2 separate regions of the Sus scrofa genome follow, and region 1 is linked to region 2. The links are chromatin contacts, called in public HiChIP or PLAC-seq maps. All regions are on one chromosome and are shown on one strand. The core of a region is the stretch at or near the end of the contact, and the rest is flanking DNA. Distances in the headings are between cores, read along the strand shown. Region 1 holds the start of PARP9 (poly [ADP-ribose] polymerase 9). Region 2 holds the start of PARP14 (poly [ADP-ribose] polymerase 14).

Region 1 (6,611 bases), core at 3,716-6,215, 96 kb before region 2:
TGACTAGGAACCATGAGGTTGTGGGTTCGATCCTTGGCCTCACTCAGTGGGTTAAGGACCCGGTGTTGCCATGAGCCGTGGTGTAGGTCGAGGATGCGGCTTGGATCTGGCATTGCTGTGGCTGTGGCATAGGCCGCAGCTGTAGCCCCAATTAGACCCCTAGCCTGGGAACCTCCATGTGCTGTGGGTGTGGCACTAAAAAGCAACCAAAAAAATAATAATAATAATTTCTTTTTAGGGCCGCACCTGCGACATATATAAGTTCCTGGGCTAAGGGTCAAACTGGAGCTGCAACTGCTGGTCTACGCCACAGCCACAGCAATACCAGATCCGAGCCGCATCTGTGACCTACGCTGCAGCTTATGGCAACACCGGGTCCTTAACCCACTGAGTGAGGCCAAGGATGGAACCCATATCCTCATCAATACTGGCTAGGTTCTCAACCTGCTGAAGCACAATGGGAATTCCTTGAATCATTTTTAATTTCACAGGTGAAGATGCACAAATTGTGTTTTTTCTGCTGTTGTGACTGTTACCTTCTATCCTTTACAAACAGGTTCCAATTAAAACCATAATGGCAGTTCAAAGAAGGGAAAGAACTGTATGGGCTACAACAGGGAAGCTTTCCTGAAAAGGTGAGCCTAGAGCAAGGCCTTGGGGATGGAGCAGGCTTTTATGTCTTTAGAAGAGAAGTGTGCTACCAAGTGGTAAAATTAAGCACAGCATTCAAAGAGCAATGAGGAAAAACCAGCCTTGAGTGAGTGAAGACCCCTGGAGAGTGTCTGAAGAAAGAGGGAACTGTCTTGTGCCTGTAGAGGGTGTGTTACCGAGTTTGTGATAAATACCGCTGATCTAATTAGAAAGGGGACTAACTGGATACAAATCAGAGACTCTAGGAAAATACATTTTAAAGATTTTCCCATTTAATAAGTAGGAATTAAAGACTGTAAATTTTGACGAGAATAATGGTGTAAATGTTTCAAATGCTTCAAGTTGCTCACAGTCATTGTCACATAATCGCTTGGAGGCTTCTGAGATGATTTCTGATGCCTCTGAAATAGGAATATTTTGTACAACTATCTAGAGCATTAGAGCACTATTATTATTATTATTATTTTTTTTTTTTTTAGAGAGAGCACTATTATTAAGTGTCAGGAAGAGCAGCAAGTCCAAGCACAACCCTAAAATGCAAGGACAAGATGCATTTTTGCCTCCAGAGGGCACTGCTGTTTTCACAAAAGAGGCAAGTCTTCCATGTCTCCTGCGTGGCTAACCCCAGTGGACTCTTCTGTCCCAACCTTTATTTGACCCCTCTCTACAGTTTCCGTCTTCATTTCCTTCTTTGATTCCTGAACCTCTGCTTTCTGGCTGCTCCGATGCCACCTTCCCTTGGTTCTTTTGTTACCTCTCGTTTTGCCTTTACAGGCCCTATCCCCTGGATTCACTTCCACAGTTCACCCTTAATCATCTTCCCCAGGATTTCGTCTGAGAACAGGTCTCAGCTCATTGTATACACCCTCCAAGGGTGAACTCATCCACTCTCATGGTATCAACTCATCAGCTACAAATCTCCCACATCTGTATCTGTAGACGATGGCTCTCCCAAGCCTCATCTTCCAAGTCTACCTGACATCCCATAATCCCCTAAAACGCAGCCTCTGCAAGACTGGACCCTTAATCTCCTTATCCCCAGTCCCCACACCTTACCTACCCCTCAAACAACCCCCTCCAAAATCCTCCTTTACCTGCTGGATTCCACAGCATGGTAGTAAATAATACATCAGTTACCCACTCAAGTCAGAAATCTGGAATCTTCTCTTCTGTCCTATATTCAATCCATCATGGGTCCTGCCCACCTAAATCACTTTCAAATATGGCTCCACCCTCCTTGCCCACTGATAGTCCATCACTCCAGGGCCGCAGAGCCTCTTGCTTGAGCTATGGCAATACATTCTTTTTAAATACTTAAATGCATTTAATATACAGTTTATTATTTGAATAGGCATTACATTTACAGATTCAAATTTAGAAAGTGTGAAAGGCTCCCTCCTACTTCCCTCACTGAAGTCCCTTCCCAGAGGCAAGCAATGTTATTAGGTTCTCCTGTATCCTTCCAGAGGCATTTTTTACACAAAAGATAGCGTCTTTTTAAAAAAAACCCTAAAGAAGAAGGCATTTATTTGAGAAGCATTTTTCTGCTCAAAACCTTCAGCAGGAATTCCCGTAGTGGCTCAGTGGTTAACGAATCCGACTGGGAACCATGAGGTTGTGGGTTCGATCCCTGACCTTGGTCAGTGGGTTGGGGATCTGACATTGCCATGAGCTGTGGTGTAGGTTGCAGACGAGGCTCGGATTCCGCGCTGCTGTGGCTCTGCTGTGGCTCTGCTGTAGGCTGGCGGCTACAGCTCCGATTATGCCACGGTAGTGGCCTAAGAAATGGCAAAAAGACAAAAAAAAAAAAAAAGACCTTCAGTAGACTCCACTACCTACAGTAAAGATCAAGCCCTTTAGTCCGCCTGGCATTCAAGGGGCTCTTTGCCATTTCTGCTTCCCAGCCTCCCCTTTACGTACCCCACACTCCAGGCAAACAGCAGCGTGTGGAATGGCACTATTTGATGTTCTCCAAACTCTCCTTCACCTCTGGGCCTTTGTCCTCATGGGCAGGAAGCTCTGGGACACCAGCTTTGGTCAGAGTGCTCTTCAGAGCCTGTGCCATCCTCTAAAGGTAGTATCTTTTACACACTGCATCTTGCCTTTCCGTTCAATGTATCCGAGACATCTTTCCATATTAGCACCAGACAGCACCTTCCTTCTTTCTACTGCTCATTGCATTCCAGTGTATAAATGCACTGTAAGATATTTAACTGCCAGTCCACCTTTTTTATGGACATTTAAGGAGTTCTAAATCCTCTGCTATTATAAAAAGAGCTATAAAGAGCAACTTAGTATGTAGGTCACCTCAAACAGGTGCTAATCGATCGGTGGGGCAAATTCCTAGAAGTGGAACTGCAGAATAAGGATATATATGCAGCTATAATTCTGATTACTATCAAACTATTCTCCATAAAGAGGGGCTCATTTCCAGTCTTACCAGCCATGTGCAAAAACTTTATTTCTGGCCTCTCCACTTCCAATTATCCTTACATGGAAATGTGTCCTCCATATCACTGTCAAAACCAACTTTCTAAAATGCACATTTGACATGACACTCCTGTGATACGAGCCTTCCACGTCTCCCTACTGATCTCAAGACTTTTCAACATCTGGAACTTTGCTATCCAGTGTGGGCCATTAGCCACATGTAGCTCTAGAGCACTTAAATGTGGCTAATCTCAACAGAATGTGACATAAATGTGAAATAAAGACTGGACTGCAATGACTTAGGATGACATAAAAACAACGCAAAATATCTCAATTAAGTTTTTAACATTGACTATCTGATGAAATGGTTCATTTAGGATGCAGTGAATTAAAGAATATAATTAAAAATAATTTCACCTGTTTATACTCTAAGAACTATGACTACTAAAAATTTTAAAATTAGGGAGTTCCCGTTATGGCTCAGCAGAAACAAACCTGACTAGCATCCATGAGGATGTGGGTTTGATCCCTGACCTTGCTCAATGGGTTAAGGATCTCGAATTGCCCTAAGCTGTGGTGTAGGTTGCAGAGGCCTGTGGCTACAGTTCCAATTCCACCCCTAGTTTGGGAACCTCCATATGCTTCGAGGGTGGCCCTAAAAAGACAAAGTAAGTAAAATAAAAAATTTTTAAATTAACACGTAGGTCTCATTCCAGACAGCGCTGCTCTAGCCCCTTCCTCTGTCACCTCCCTCACCCATTTCATCTCCTCCAAGGCCTCTGTACTCCTCAGTGCTTTAGATACTGTGGTCCCTGCATCTCAGAGGCTCCCCCTCCCTCCCTCTTTTAAGAGTCTGTTTCCTCTGGAGGCCTTCAAAAGATTTTGCTTTTTTGGTATCAATTCACCTCCCTTTACAGCTGGTGAGGTCAGGTGCCTAGGCTCTCACCTTTATTCCCAGGCACACAGGCCAGCATGCAGTTCAGTACTGCATGTTGGCCAAATCAAGAAATGAAGGCAGAAAAGCCTTAAGAGTCTGTCTAAAGCATAGAGTTAGAGGGAGGTAACTGCACGCAGGTGAACATATTCAATTTTTTTTAAAAAGTAGGTAAGTTTCACCTGAATTCAGAATGTGAATTACAATTTCAGCTGCAAATTAACAGTAACAACAAGAACAGTTAAAAGGAATCACGAACTTAGGAGAAACTTTCTTTGACTTGAGTATCTGCCTAGTCTCCATCCTCACCAGGGGAGGCCTGGCCCTGGGAGCCCGCCTCTCGCCCGCCGGCTCGTCCTCAGAGCCCCCTGGAGAAGACCGCGGAGCTTCCGGCGCCCACTGCCTCGGGAAACAGGGGACAGGGACCTACTCACCTGGCAGTCCGCGGCGAGGAGGACAAGGAGGAGAGGAAGGGGAGGCGGCTCTGCCTGGAACCGCTCTGGATCTCGAGGAAAGCGAAACTGAAACTTTGCGCTCCTGGGTGGCGGGGCGGTGCGCACCCCTGCCCCGGCCCGGATGCGAAGCGAGCCCCGGCGCCATGGCTTCGAACGGCTGCCCGCCGTCACCGCTGCTCGTGCGGGTGTCCCAGCCCGGCACCCGCCTACAAAGGAAGCTGGAAAAGTACTTCCAGAGCCGGGAGTCAGGCGGTGGGGAATGCACCGTCCAGGCCCTGGACCGCAACAACCCAGACACCTTCCGGGTGCAGTTCCTGCAAAGGGCAGGTGAGCGGCTGGCGAGGGCTGGGGGGGCAACTGCCATCCTTGGGGCGTGGGTGCGTGCAGACCCAGTTCAGAGGAGCCAGGAGAGAGTGAGGGAGAAGGTCTAGGAACGTCTGGTGGGGAACAGGAACCGCGGCTCCTGCTGGCACGAGGCGCAGAGCCACAGCAAAGGACAGAGCCCGGAGGAGCCCAATCTGTGATCGGTCGGACCGCGCCTTAAAGTTGACGCTTTCCAGAATCCTCCTCCGAACTCATAAATCTCAGCTTTCAGAAGAACACCCTTGCCACCCCCAGACACCTGTCAGCCCTTGTCATTTAGGTGTTCCAGTTTTATGGGTTTTTTTTTTTCAGTAAAATTTAACAGCTTGTATTTATTAAAATAAGCCCATTGATGAATATTAATTTCATCCTATTTATTAAGAGTAACTAGTCAATGTCCTGTGATAAACCATAGTGGAAAAGAATATGAAAAATAAAGTATACATGTATAACTGAATCACTTCGCTGTAGAGCAGAAATTAGCACATTGTAAATGACCTATACTTCAAAAAAATAATTTTTTTTTTTTTAAGTCATGCCAGACTTTCTGGAGAAAATAACTTTTGTTTTAAAAGAACTAGAATTGATTTGATCATTCACTATTAGGTTATTTTTGGTAGATACCGGTTGCCTTCCATCCTTGGAAGTACATGGTCTCATACAATGAAATTTTGTCAAATGTGAAACATCTATTTACAAGTAGGCATCAAAGCACTTATATGGGAGTTCCCTTGTGGCCCATCTGGTTAAGGATCCAGGGTTAACTCTGCAGCGGTTCAGACTGCTGCTTTGGCTCAGGTTTGATTCCTGGCCCTGAGAATTTCCACATGCCATGGACACGGCCCCCCAAAATTTTTATATGACCTGGTGTCAGCTCGATGTAGTCCCAGCTGTTTGCCTTTTTAGATGCTCTGATAGCACCTTGCATGAAAGGTTCATTAGAGACTTCTGCAGCAATATTCTAGTAGCAGAACACAGCTATCCTTCTAGTTAGGTGGCAAAACTGCTTTGAATTAGCTGCTGAACCAGGACTGTGAAGCCTAGGGCCTATACTGGGCTCACTAGATTCTTATACCCCTTTGTAAGAACAGGAGTGCCTATGTTACATTTGAAACTGATCAACGCATTTTGAAAACCACTCATTTCACCAATAAAGCAATCTTAAGACCAATATCCATTATTCTAATTAAGGCAACTGTGTTAATAGGAGAGAAATGCAGGTGACACTTGTAGTCTTTTTTTAAGAGTATGAACTTCAGTCATCCTTTTAGTGTTAACTAGTCACCCTAGGTTTATACTTATGATTAGTGTACTTTATTTATTTTTTTTGGAAGGCTGTAAAATAATTTTATTTTGGTTTTGGTTTTGTTTTAAATGGTTTTTATTTTTTCCATTATAGCTGGTTTACAGAGTTCTGTCAATTTTCTACTGTACAGCAAAGTGATCCAATCACACATACATATATGCATTCTTTTTCTCATGTTATCCTCCATCATAAATGACTAGATATAGTTCCCAATGCTAATACAGCAGGATCTCATTGCTTATCCATTCCAAAGGCAATAGTTGGCGTCTATTAACTCCAGATTCCCAGTCCCTCCCACTCCTTCCCCCTCCCCCTTGGCAACCACAAGTCTGTTCTCCATGTCCATGAGTTTTTTTTTCTGTGGAAAGGGTCATTTGTGCTGTATATTAGATCCCAGATATAAGTGATATCATATAGTATTTGTCTTTCTGACTTACTTCACTTAGTATGAGAGTCTCTAGTTCCATCCATG
Region 2 (6,124 bases), core at 863-3,362:
CAGAAGCATGAGGGGCTCACAACGTGCTGCTTCAGCACAGATGGGAAAGCCACCCTTTTCCAATATGCACACTTCAATGGGATAAATAGGGAACCTGATGCTGGCTTGCATAGAAATTGAAAGGACTCTGATACCAGGTTATAGAAGTTCATAGAGAAGCTGAAAGGGGAAGTTGGGATGAAGCAGAGAAAGAGAAGATCAGCCCCCAATGCAGATGTAGGTTGTTCTGTTAAGATGAGCGGTGACTGGAATTCCGGTCATGGCTCAGCAGAAACAAATCTGACTAATATCCACAAGGACACAGGTTCGATCACTGGCCTTGCTCAGTGGGTTAAGGATCGGGCATTGCTGTGAGCTGTGGTGTAGGCTGCAGATGGGGTTTGGATCTGGCGTTGCCATGGCTGTGGCATAGGCCAGCAGCTACAGCTCTGATTCTACCCCGAGCCTGGGGACCTCCATATGCCACAGATGCGGCCCTAAAAAGACAACAAAAACAACAAAAGAGCAGTGGTGATTATGGGGCGGAAGAGCCATGTCAACATGGCCACCTTTCCCAGGCCCGAGAGGACGCTTGCTTCTTTGGAAAGAAATGAGTCGCTGTAGGCAGATGGCCACTGGAGATAGAGAATTGAGAGTGGATAAGCACAGTGGGAGGGGGGAGGGTTCAACAAGTGAAAAGGGTCAAAACAATTAAGGAGAGAGGACAAACTACCTCAGGGGCTAACAACGGTTAAGATTTGCTCCTTCTAGAACTATTTTTCCTTGGCTTTCAAGACCTGCCATCCTGACCCTCTGAGAGTTCCTTCCCAATTGACCCAGGAATGATGAGCAGACCATGTGTGTGACAAAGCACATTGCTGATACTTAAATAAATCCTGGAGAGAAATCCAGAAATGGCTAGCTAAAACTTACACAGTTTCAGTTTCACTCTGATTGTTCTTTTTTGTAAAATGATGGTGTGAGGACGAGGATAAACTGTTTGCTCAATTCTGGACCTCCAAACTGGGGAGGGGAAGGTGCTGACTTAGTTGTGGCTTGGAGTTAAAGGGTGAGAACACCCCGATGAGAAATTCCAGGGTGTGGCTGAGAACTCTGACTGGGCTTTCTGCCTTCTCTCCACTTCCCCTTGCTGGGGTCCAGGGTGGTTTGAACTGATGATAAGCGCCACCTGCAGGAAGAAAGCTGGAGGCAGGAGAAAATACCTAGCTAGTACCCTTAAGCACTATTAGGAACCAAAATACAAGCCCAGGAAACTCTCTTTGGCCCATCTCTGGTTCTCTTCCTGAAATTTAGTTTCATTGTGACTAAGAGATAACAGGTGAGGTCCAGCCCTGCAGGGAGAAGCAGCTCTAATCTGGCAGAGACTAAGAGACTGCAGCACCTCCTTCACAGAGAAAAGACAATCCATCAGAAGAGAATTCTCACACTTACCCATCAGCAGTCATTCAAAATCACCTACTTCTATACCTCATCCCCTGTACCCAGGAGACAGTCCTTGCCAGATCCCTGGTCCTAGCTACCCTCATTTTTTGCCTGAGATGCTACAGTAGCCACCTGACTGGCCTCCTTCCTCTGCTCTGGCTACCACACAGCAGTCCAAGGGATCCTGTGCATGTCACAGGGAACTCCCTCTTCCCAACCCTCCAAGGTTATCCCCAACCACCCTTAGGCTTCAGGTTACAACTTGCCTCTCCATAAACCCTCCAAGCCCCCACACCTGGCCTAAGATCCCCTCCTAACTTGTTCCAGGAACACCTGTATATTCCTTCCAAAAGCACTTATTCCTGTGTTCTAACTCCTCTGTCCCACAGCTTCTTGAGCCCAGTGAGGGCAGAGACTGTGTCTGTCTGTTGAATCCATTCTGAAGGCATGCACCTAGCAAATATTTTATTAAAAAATCGTTGTGAATGTACTGTTTTCCCCAGCATTTCTAGGCATAGAATATTCACAGATCGGGGAACAAAATGCAAAAGGAGGAAAGGTTAAAAATATGCTAATAAATTGTTGAAAGAAGTCCCCAAATGGGCCCCAAACATTCTAAAGAATCAGTTTGTAAATTGGCCTGTGGCCAAAATGAAGCTATCTTTGTGTGTGCACAGGTCTAGTGACCCAGGGCTGCTGATTTCAGCTGTGGTGTGGGTGAATGGCAAATGGTGCGCTGAGCCTAGGGCCCTCCGTTCGGAACTAAAGGGAGGCTGCAAAGGCGATGCCAGCCTTTGGTGTGGTCCAGAGATGAAGATGAAGAATTGGGGGGGGGTCTCTAGTCCAATCTTGGGGCGGCTCTTTACAGCCAAAAGTGAAAACTTAAGGGCAGGAGGAGTTTTCCCGGAAACGAAAGCGAAAGAGGCTTAACTGCTGGGAGTTGGGGAGGGACCGGCAGTCGCAGTTGAACCTGCGAAGGTGAGAATGTCTGAGCCTGGCTCCTTCCCTCTGCTGGTTGAAGGGTCCTGGGGCCCCGACCCGCCGAAGAACTTGAGCACCAAGTTGCAGTTGTACTTCCAGAGCCCGAAGAAATCAGGAGGCGGGGAGTGTGAGGTCCTCCAGGAACCGGGGAGCCCATCCCGCTTCCTAGTGCTCTTCTATCCCAATGATGGTGAGGGGGACAAGGGTGCGGGTGAGTGGGGACAGGTGGGCTCGCCTTCTAGGGAAGACCTATGGCTGGGGCACGCTGCCTGCGGGAGAATCCAGCCGGTTCCGGCGGCAGCGTAGCGGGGGCGCGGGGGGAGCAGAATGGACAATGTGCATGCGTCGCGGGCGGTGAGCTTCCAGGCGCTCTTGGAGGCGGCGACGGACCGCGCAGGTGAGTTAAATCAACATTTAGCTCCAGGACATAAAGGAGCCTCCTGAGAGCAGGTGCACCCGCCTTATTTTACGAGGCTACCTCGTGTGTTATTGGCAGAGTTGCAATGCCATTGCAATTTTGGACTTCCTCCTATGAAAGCATCGGTTCTGGAATTCCAGAGGTTTCTGGGAACACAGTTTGAAGGGAAGAGAAAGTTTCCAGGGAGAGTCACATCTAAACTGACTCCTGAGAGTGAATTCAGGTCTTGATACGCGAGATGAGATATTGAGCCAGGCTCTTCCGATGGGAACTGCAGTGCTGGAGGCTGGAAAGCGAAGGCGTCTATGCAGGGAAGTTCAAGGCGCCCTCCAATCCCTGATATGCTGCGGGGGTGGGGTGGGGTGGGGGCAGAGAGCGCCTTGCACTGTGGTTTGAGGAGTGAGCCCCCATCTGTTCGCTGTGCACGAGTGAGGTCTGGAGACCAGCACTAAAAAAAAAAAAAAACGTGTGGGTCTGGGAAATTTTATGCGATTATAAAGGGGTCCTTGTATTTAAAAAAGTCTTCGGTCTTCTCTTATTAAACCACCTTTAAAAGAATAAAAGGAAGTGTGGTGGGTGGAGTTCTCTGGTGGCTCATCAGGTTAACTGTCTGCTGTCATTTCTATGATGTAGGTTCAGTCCCTGGTCTGGGGATTTCCACATACCACAGGCATGGCCAAAAAAAAAAAAAAAATTAAAAATTAAGTAAGTGAGGTGGGGAGTTCCCATCATGGCACAGAGGAAACGAATCCGACTAGGAACCGTGAGGTCGTGGGTTCGATCCCTGGCCTCGCTCAGTGTTAAGGATCTGGCGTTGCCATGAGCTGTGGTGTAGGTCGCAGCCACAGCTCTGATCTGGCATTGCTGCGGCTGTGGTGTAGGCTGGCAGCTACAGCTCTGATTAGACCCCTAGCCTGGGAACCTCCATATGCCGTGGGTGCAGCCTTAAAAGGACAAAACACACACAAAAAAGTGAGGTGGAAATTAAGATGAGTAAAATGTTTGGTTGAGATGAAATAGGGCCTTATATGACATGCTAAGGAGTATGAACTTTCCTGCACAGGTAGGCAGGGGAGGGCCATGTCCAAATACACGTTAGGGAGATCAATTTAGTTGGAAATAAGTACATTGATTTCTATTGGGAGAGACCATGGACATCAGACCTTTGAAAAGGGTCATGCAGTGGCCAAGTGAGGGCAAGTGAGGCTTTGAACAAAGAAAGCCAGTGTGGGGGTAGAAAATGCATAATCTGGACTTGGTACCTGATTCTACTGGAAAGGTTGATGTTCCACTTGAGGGAGAGGGAGAGCCCCTGTGCCTTCTCCTACTTTTTTTAGATGGGGAGGTAGGGGTTTCTCCATGGGTCTGGGAGAGTCCCAGTGTTCCTGGGGTCACTTGGGAGAGGCACTACCTAGAATCTCACTGGGTGTAAATACAGAGGCTTCTTGGAGAGGAAAGGCAGGTCCTGTTGATCACCACAACAGTAGCTTTGTCGAGAGTTGGCTGGAACATCTTGATTTGATTTCTGGGTGGTCCTCAGACTGGGGGCGGGGGTGACATTCTGAGTTGATGGAGAGTTAGGAGTTTTGAGCTCTGAGGGGATGTTCCCTCCCTGTAGGCAGTTGAGCAGCTGCTCTTCCTCCTGCTGCTGCTGTTAGGCAAGTGGGAGGACAAGTGCCCTCCAGTTTTCTCCTTGCTCGAGGCACCCACCAGGTCTGCACTGAGAGGCACGTACCTGCTATTCCCCAAGTACACTTTCCTTTGGAATCTGGAAGGCAAGGATGTGGACAACCTCCAATCCTGCCTTCCTGTTGCTTGGTTTAGAGAAGCACTGGGATCAGAGGGAAGACAAGGAGGCTTATGAGGCCACTGGAACTGCAGTTGGAATGCTCCAGGGCAGAGATGCCAAAAGGAGAGAGTGAAACCCAAAGGAGAGAGGGGTGCATAGATAAGTGGGCAGGAAGCACAGTGGGAAGGGGACAGGAGACCTGCCCGGCCCAAAGCCTTTGTGAAAACAAACTGCAGAAAGTTTTCTAAGGAATAATTTCACCAAAGAATGCTCAGAAGGGCTTCTGTGCAATGTAAGACATTTCCCCTGGATTTCACTTTTCCTCAAAGGGTTTTACCCCTTTGATTCTGACTGTCAACATCTCCATGGGCCTGTTCCTTAGAGACACTTTTCTTTAGAATCCCGTTATCCTCAAGAGTAGCCCTCACATTGGGGCCACAGACCCCCTGCACCTGAATCACCCCCGATTAAACAGGCGTGTTCCCAGCTCTGTCCTAGAGATTCAGGTCCCCTGAGTGCAGAGGAGTGGGAACTGCCTGTATAACCAGCATCCCAGGTGACCCGGACGAACTAAAATGTGTGACCCCCTGTTGTTTGTTGAGAACCCTAAATGGACAGAAAGGGACATAATGATGGAAAACACAAGCCTCGTAAAAATACACACTGCAAAAATATGTTTGTGTGATGATAACCCCATTCTTACCCTCAAAGCAGAAATGATTTCACTCTCCTCGCTGGTTTCTTCCCACCCATCTCCTAGCCCACTTCCTGGCCTGGACTGCTCTAATGCCACTCTTGTGGTTCCTCCAGGACAGAGGCTCAGAGCTTAGTTCAAAGCAAACCTTAGGTGGTCAGAGTTCTTAGAGAGTGGAAAGTCCCCATTCAATTTCAGTTTCCTATCAGAGGAATGGCTTTCTCTGAAACCAGTGGTCAGGAGTTTGCTAACAATAAACAACCTGTCCTGGCACTGCCCCTGGGGCATGAGTTCCATAGGGATGCCCTTTGCCCTCTACAACATGGGGTGGCCCTAGCAGGTGGTGGCCCATGGTGTAACACAACTTGATTCTTTTTTCAATTGTTGATGTACAATGTTGTGCCAATTTCTGCTGTCCAGCAAAGTGACACAGTCATACACACACATATATATACACATTCCCTTTCTTATATTATCTTCCATCATGGTCTATCCCAAGAGACTGGATATAGTCCCCTGTGCTGTATAGTAGGACCTAATTGCTTATCCATTCTCAGTGTAATAATTTGCATCTAATAACCCCAAACTCCCAGTCCATCCCAGTCCCTCCTCCTCTCTCCCCCTTGGCAACCACAAGTCTGTTCTCTATGTCTGTGAGTCTGTTTCTGTTTGTAGATAGGTTCATTTGTGCCATATTTTTTATTCCACATATAAGTGATATGCTGTGGTATTTGCCTGTCTCTTTCTGACTGACTTCACTTAGTAGGATAATCTCTGGTAGCATCCATGTTGCTGCAAATGGCATTATTTCAAATTTTTT

Evidence for each region. HiChIP or PLAC-seq counts read pairs in DNA pulled down with a chosen protein or histone mark.
Region 1: a contact with region 2 is called in an H3K27ac HiChIP or PLAC-seq map of alveolar macrophages. The contact joins the promoter of PARP9 here to the promoter of PARP14 in region 2. A contact is called at or near these places in 2 of 5 promoter capture datasets (fetal liver and liver), 14 of 47 Hi-C or Micro-C datasets (alveolar macrophages, blood, embryonic fibroblasts and 7 more) and 2 of 2 datasets of contacts at active chromatin or transcription factors (alveolar macrophages and skeletal muscle).

Annotation. Positions count from the first base shown.
Region 1 is chr13:137,959,341-137,965,951 of Sscrofa11.1, reverse strand. PARP9 (poly [ADP-ribose] polymerase 9) reads right to left here and starts at 4,965. Exons shown (of 11, transcript XM_021070264.1): 1 at 4,450-4,965. It overlaps DTX3L (E3 ubiquitin-protein ligase DTX3L), which reads left to right and starts at 4,571. Exons shown (of 6, transcript XM_021070271.1): 1 at 4,571-4,797. The coding sequence starts at 4,614.
Region 2 is chr13:137,861,371-137,867,494 of Sscrofa11.1, reverse strand. It overlaps PARP14 (poly [ADP-ribose] polymerase 14), which reads left to right and starts at 2,112. Exons shown (of 17, transcript XM_021070260.1): 1 at 2,112-2,593. The coding sequence starts at 2,407.